Linked DNA regions of Ovis aries: region 1 is linked to region 2. Evidence: chromatin contacts called from public Hi-C data. All regions are on one chromosome and are shown on one strand. The core of a region is the stretch at or near the end of the contact, and the rest is flanking DNA. Distances in the headings are between cores, read along the strand shown.

What was found. A called contact is a pair of places that touch in the nucleus more often than the background predicts.
Region 1: a Hi-C map of liver shows a contact between it and region 2, with 2.8 times the contacts expected there. The contact joins the enhancer-like site here to the promoter of CCDC158 in region 2. A contact is called at or near these places in 2 of 16 Hi-C or Micro-C datasets (liver and mixed tissues).

What each region holds. Positions count from the first base shown.
Region 1 is chr6:92,099,879-92,103,302 of ARS-UI_Ramb_v3.0, reverse strand. The region is part of intron 1 of SHROOM3 (shroom family member 3); the gene reads right to left. Among named protein-coding and RNA genes, the nearest start is that of TRNAC-GCA, 24 kb to the right of the region's middle. Within about 2 kb of position 1,257, at least 5 of the 54 cell types and tissues checked have an H3K27ac peak or open chromatin away from gene starts, as enhancers often do. A contact at or near this core is called in liver, where this site is marked.
Region 2 is chr6:92,034,980-92,038,797 of ARS-UI_Ramb_v3.0, reverse strand. It overlaps CCDC158 (coiled-coil domain containing 158), which reads left to right and starts at 1,664. Exons shown (of 23, transcript XM_060417295.1): 1 at 1,664-1,746.

The sequences.
Region 1 (3,424 bases), core at 8-2,507, 65 kb before region 2:
CTCTTTTGTGACCCCATGGACTGTAGCCCGCCAGGCTCCTCTGTTCATGAGATTCTCCAGGCAAGAATACTAGAGTGGATTGCTATTTCCATCTCCAGGGGACCTTCTGGGCCCAGGGATCGAACCCGCATCTTCTGCATTGGCAGGTGTATTCTTTACTACTTAGCCACCAGGGAAGCCCACTAACTCATTGTACAAATGTGAAATAAAAACCTGCCCAAAGAAACAGCCTCTCTCTGATCATATAATATTAGATTGTTATGTCTCACGACCCAGGTACATATCTGCATGACCAGAGTCACGAGAACAAACTAGAATTCAAACCAGAGGAAAGAACTGAAGACTGCAAATCATACTACTTTGTTCCAAGTCCCTGAGCGGTTCTTTATACCACCCAGAGGCAAAGTCCAAGTCCTTGAGTTGGCCACAGGTTCCAATGTGGTCTGGCTGCCCACCTCCATCCTCCTTGCTTGCTCTGCTCCACCCACTCAGGGCCCCTTTCCTGATCTCCTGGCATGTCCTACTAGAGGACCCTGGAACTAACAGTACCCTCTGCCTTGAATGTTCTTTCCTCAAACATCTGCCTCACGCACTGCCTTATCTCCTGGTCTTTCTATGTCTATGTCATTGTTTGCTTGTATTTTTTAAACTCTGGTCTTTACTCTTACCTTTCTTCCTACTTATTTTGAAATAATAAATTACTGTTTAAGCCACTAAATGTAGAACTTACTTGTTACTTAGCAATAGCTTGTAATAGCTTCCCTGGTGGCTCAGACGGTAAAAGCGTCTGCTACAAAGAGGGAGACCTGGGTTTGATCCCTGGATTGGGAAGATCCCCTGGAGAAGGAAATGGCAACCCACTCCAGTGTTCTTGCCTGGAAAATTCCATGGATGAAGGAGCCTGGCGGGCTACAGTCCATGGGGTTGCAAAGAGTCAGACATGACTGAGTGACTTCACTTTCACTTTCACAACAGCTTACTGAAACACAAAGGAAAAACAGTTTCTCTACAAGTAAGCTACTTTGAGAAGTTCCAGGAGAAATGTTAGTTAGCCTAAGCATAGTGCTGCGGTTAAGTTTGACTGATAGGCTGTGAAATCAGAAATCAGAGAGTGCTAAAATGAATCAAAACGTATTTTGCTCAGAAAGCTGAAATGACTTGTTGAAGGTCACGGAGTAAGTAGGACCAGATCTAGGAAGAGAGCTGGAGCTTTTCTAACTGTCACCTCACCATGTGTTTATTTATTTGTTCTATGAACACTTACTGAGTACATTCTTTATGTATGGCACTGTGCCAGGAGCTAGGGACACAGAGATGGCCCTTGTCCTTAGCGAGGTTACATTCCATTGGGCGACACAGACCTTAAGCAATGAATTTTTTTTTTTTTTTGGTTTGTTTAGTTACAACTGTGATAAGAGTCATGAAGGGGAATAAGGTGACTTTGAGAGTCTATCATGGCGAGGGGTTCTGAAACAGTCTGGGGAGAACAGAAAGAGACAGTTTAGAGATACCCAAAGGACAAGTGAAAATTCACTGAATGTTGAAGGGAATGGGAACATTTCATGCAGAACTGGAGGTGTGAGTCCTTTCCCCTACAACCTCTTCTCAGGTATCATGGTGTTCCCTATTCTTGAATGCCTGGGTCAGCAAGATAATTAGTAGATAAGAATAGCAAGTGAAATTACATAGAAAAAAAAAGAGAAATAAAGTAAGAGTGGAGTTTTCTCAACTGAGAGATTTAACAGGAAGGCCAATTAGTCCAAGAAGAGGTGGGACACCACGAATATTGAAAGGTGGGAATTATTCAAGCTGCTAACAAGGGGTTTGGGTTATAAACCACCAAGAGCAAGGGTCTCACTAGGAATTCCTGTGCCTCCAACACTCCACTGTAGCCTTCACTGGCCAGTGTTTGTCCAGTGTCTTTATTAAGTTTGCCTACTACACAAAGGCTCAGGTACAAGAAGTAATGACATCTCTGGGGCGGGGGGTGGGGGGGGCAGATAAGAACTGATCAGTGTGGATTTCTGGGGTCACTACCACACTTCATTGCTGACAACATCCCTGAGGATGCCTCATCCAGCTCCCTAACGTTGCAGTGCTTTGATCTCTTTAGCAGGAATCCACGTGATTCAGACACTTCTGCTCATGGCAGATCTAGACCTGTTGTCCTATTGTTATGTTGAAATGCTCTAACCGCTAAACCTTAAATTCTTGCATTCCAGACTCTGAACACGCCCTCCTTACCTCCTAATCTTGCCGCATGTTCTCTACGCTGTGCTCATCACATGTATTCTTTAATCTTAAGGTCATGTATGGATGTGAGAGCTGGACTATGAAGAAGGCTGAGTGCCGAAGAATTGATGCTTTTGAACTGTGGTGTTGGAGAAGACTCTTGAGAGTCCCTTGGACTGCAAGGAGATCCAACCAGTCCATTCTGAAGGAGATCAGCCCTGGGATTTCTTTGGAGGGAATGATGCTGAAGCTGAAACTCCAGTACTTTGGCCACCTCATGCGAAGAGTTGACTCATTGGAAAAGACTCTGATGCTGGGAGGGGTTGGGGGCAGGAGGAGAAGGGGACGACAGAGGATGAGATGGCTGGATGGCATCACCAACTCAATGGATGTGAGTTTGAGTGAACTCCAGGAGTTGGTGATGGACAGGGAGGCCTGGCGTGCTGCGATTCATGGGGTCGCAAAGAGTCGGACACGACTGAGCGACTGAACTGAACTGAACTGAACCATATCTTTGGTCCATTGACACCTTGTTTTGGGGAGAAACCTGTAAGGGAGGGAGGGAGGCAGGATGGCACAGATGTTAAGATGTGGTTCACTCTGACCTCTGCTCAGCCTGATTCTTCAGGCTGAAAATGCCACTCCTGGGCATTTTCTGCTCCTTTCAGCAGAAGGCAATTCACCCTGGAAAACTACAGCAGGGAGCCCGACAGTCAATGCTCCCAGCAGCTCAGGGTAGGGGAACACCAGTCCAGTCAAGGGGACCTGGGCACAGGACCCACCACAGCTCCTCCAGCATCCAAGCCCACAACCTTACCTATGTCTATTGTCTTCTCATTGCTGAATTCCTGTGTCAGCCACCCCTCCACACAGGTCTAACCCAGATGAATTGTCACCATAGCACTCATTACATGGTCAGTCTCTAGTTTAACCATCAGCTAACTCATTCGATAAGCTTCCAGACAGTGGGGGCCATCCATTCTTCTCAGGATCCCTGGTGCCTAGTACACAAAAGAAAGCTGTCCTGAACAAAGGTTTTGGGCTCATTTGTGGTTCTAGTAAGAGGCATTTCAATCAGGTAGGCAGATAAGAGTTTGTTGTTGCATTTTTTGTGTGTTTTTTGTTTTTAAAAAGAAGAGCCTTTCATCAATCAGATTGCATAGATGACAAACTTCAGCAGCCGCTTCAGATA
Region 2 (3,818 bases), core at 415-2,914:
TTGTCTCTCTGCTCATTGCTCATCTTCTACAAGAGTATAAACTCCATGAGGATAGGAGTTTTTTTGGTTCATGGCTGTATTTTCAACACCTTTGCACATTGCATATCAGGTCTCTATGAATACACGTTCAAATGACTGGATGAATGGTATAGAAACTCTGGACCCCTTCCTTTACCTCTAAATATTTTATTTTAAAAGCTAAGAATCTCTTTTAAATTCAGTATCAGAGACATACCATGAAGTAAAACTGTAAGGCACTTCAAATGAAAATAATTTTATAATAAAATTATAATGTTCACACATATATGTGGGTTTAAATAGTTTTATAGTGTTCTAATAAACATATTTCAATTAACAACTTCAAAAAGAATTTTTAAAAAAGGAACTTTCTTGGTTCTTAGGGTCCAAATATAAACATGAGACATCAATGGAAATCACATATTAGGTAACTAAAACATTTTCTTGCCGTAAGAACACAGTTGTGCTTTAACAGAATAAAAGTTTAAAACAAAAGAATTAAAAATTGCTTTCTGTCTAGCCACACAATTTAAACCATTCACCCTTCCATTAAATATTCTCATTCCCTATTAAAATACTTGATTCTATAGGCAAGATTGTCCAGGTCAGTAAATTTATATTATAGGTACAATAAAAAGTGATCTTTAGTGGTATTTAATACTAATTTTATGAAAATCTAAAACTACATTATGTAATGTAGGATTTATTAATATTTCCAATCAACTCACACATAAAAAGTTACTCGCTGGAGGTGTCCTCATAGTGCCACTGCTAATAGCATTAACGCTGACAGGTGGCATCCATCACACTCAGGCCCTTTCTGGATTTCTTCCATCCGAGCACTAATTTAGGCAGTACGGAGAAGTCTAAGTGTGTCACCACAGTATATTAGTTCTATATTACAGAGATGACGACAGACAGCAACTGAATCACAGAGGAAGAAAACTCTCCGGAGGCGAGAGGGTCAGCTATTCCGAGTACACTTCTGAACCTTGCAAAACATTCCAGACAGAGGATCAGGATAAGCAAAGGCATATAGACAAAAGGGAATTGAGAGGTAGGTTGGGGCGGGAGGGGCCACTGTTAGAAGGAGGGCGGGGAGGCCTGACTGGCAACGCCAATATTGGCTTGATTCTTAGATTGTAAATACAGACAGGATTTATGCGGGTCAGTAAAGAATTGGGGAAGATCCTCTGCGGAACAACTTGGAGAATAGCCTGGGGCGTTCGGGTGATGGGGGCAGAGCAGGACGTGGATACCGGTTAGGAGGCCGCAGATAAAGAGAATGGCCGTGAGTGGCAGAGTATAAACTGGAAGCCCGAATCGGGGTCGCTTGTGGAGTAGGGCTGGCAGGATTTGATGCCAAGCGGCCCCCTCGGTCAGAGCTCCTAGTATGGAGACGCTGGGCGGGAGGAGGGGGCGGAAATGGCGCTCGGTTACCCGGGCGACGGCGTCTAGGGGCGGAGACGGCCCCCACAAGGTTAGTTCAGCATTCCCCCTCGCCCCCTCCCCCGTCTCGGGCGAGGTGCCCAACGGTTGCCCCCGAGGCTCGCGTGGAGCAGGCAGGGCGCGAGCCGGAGCGCACGGGGAGCTGGCGCACGGGTGGGCGGGGCTCGGTCCTGCGCCGCCGCCACCGCCGCCGCCCAGTCGACGCAGGTGCGGCCGCCGCGCCCGCCGGCGCCCCCGCGGGGATGGGGCCGGTCTCTTAGGATGAGGCGTTGGTAGCAGGTACAAGGGCGGGCGCGACCTGGGGACTGGGTGAGGAGGTGGGTCATTTGCCAGAGGACCCAAGGCTGCGCACCTTTCTTTCTGGAACCTTCCAGATCTTTGCGTTTGTTTTGCACATGATGGATGTCCAATAAATTGCTTCTTTACCAGGAGGGACTGCCGTTGTTTTCAGGAATCACAAGACTTCCGGGGACGGTGGCTGAACTGTAGGATTACAGTGTTCGTTTTGGTAGAAACAACAGGATCTTGTTGTTCCAACATTACTGCTAACTCCTGTTCCTACCAGCTTCTCTGGCAGACTCGGGGTGGGGGAGGCGGGGCGGGGAATAGGGAAGACAGAGATGTAATGAGTAATGTGTAACCTTGGACAGTCTAATCCAAATGAGATTGTATTAAATGCTGTGCAAGGGCCCTCTCAGCTGGAACCCTGTCTGTTAAGTGAGGAGTCTGGTTCTGCATCAATATCAGTATCAGAAACAGTGAGTTCTCAGATGAGTCCACCCTCCCCCCCAAAACTCTGCTCCCTGTCCCCACTGAGGCTGTTCCGGGCTGAGTTCATGCATCTTTATTTTTTTCTTTTTTAAATTATGAAAGTATGATAACATATTTACAGAAGACGTGGACAATACAGAACAAATGTAATCTATAGTTCCACTGTATATTATAATTATTTTTAGGTGAATAAGTTACGATTTTTAGTCGGAGTTTCAGCATCAAGCTCTCAAAAGTTAATAGAATGAATACGTAGAATAGCCAGAAAAGTAGAAAGATATAATAGACCTTAAGAGCCCTGTGGTGTTCATGCATCTTGGTGTACTTTAGGAGCAAGGGAAAGTAGAAGAAAAGTGAAGTTGGCTGTTTCTTAGGATGCCAGGGTCTTTTGATTGGCATCCACTTCTTGCTTCCTCCGAAGCCGCCCTTTCAGGAAAGGAAGGCTCAGCACCTTCCACCGTCCCAGAACTCAGCGGGGCAGGACTGTTTCTCTGTGTAAAGTCATGGGGTGGACGTGGGGGAGTGTGGGAGATGCCTGGTCCTCCCAGCTCTGTTGTTTTTAGATTTATACAGTTATCTTTGTCTTGTGGGTAAAATGGTTTTTATGCCCTGGAGACATTTTTATACTCCTGAATTGAGAGCAGAAATTGACAATTTATTTTGTATATGCAGACTCCTTACCATTATGATTTACAAAGAGGACTCGGTGTTGTCTATTTAGTATGTTAGGGCCACTCACATCCACAGTTCATTAAATAGGGCCTCTGTGAACCACCTGTTCCCACACTAGAAGCCCTCAAATGATTTGATATAGTAGGATAAATAAGGGCCACCCAAAAATATCAGATCCTAATCCCTGGAATTATAAATGTGATAAGCCAAGAAGGTCTTTGCATATATGATTAAGTCAAGGATCTTGAACTAGAAAGGTTATCTGAGTGGATCCTAAATGCAAACAGTAGAATCCTTGAGGGAGGCAGAGATTAGACAGGGAAGGGGAGACTGCATTGTGAACACAGGTCAGAGTGATGTGGCCACAAGCCAAGAAATGCCAGCAACTACCAGAAGCTGGTGGAGGGAAGAAATGGATTCTTTCTTTGAACCTTTGAAGGGAGCACAGCCCTGCCAATACTGGGATTTCAGCCCTGTGAGACTGATTTTGAACTTCTGGCACCAGAACTGTGAAAGAATAAATGTCTATGGTTTTAAACCACCAAGCTTTTGGTAACTTGTTATGGCGATTATAGGAAACTAATACATACAGTTATGCTTATAAGTCACATAGAATCAGGCCTGTATTGATGAATGTTTTAAATCTTTCCAGCTGGGGCAGTGGCAGGTGTTGTAGTGGAGACCACTGAGTATTTCCTGAACCCTGTACATCCTAAGGAAAAGATTTAAACAGAATTTGGTGAGAAGGGAAAATAAGTTAGTTGCATTAGAAAGAGATGGTCTAGTACTAAAGCAATTTCTTTAAACTTTCTTTGTATTTCTATTAATATATCACTGCATTTGCTCTGGTTAAGAGAATATAGGTACAAAATGACTTAGGTTTGGTCCTTAGCTAAGATGTTGTTGGA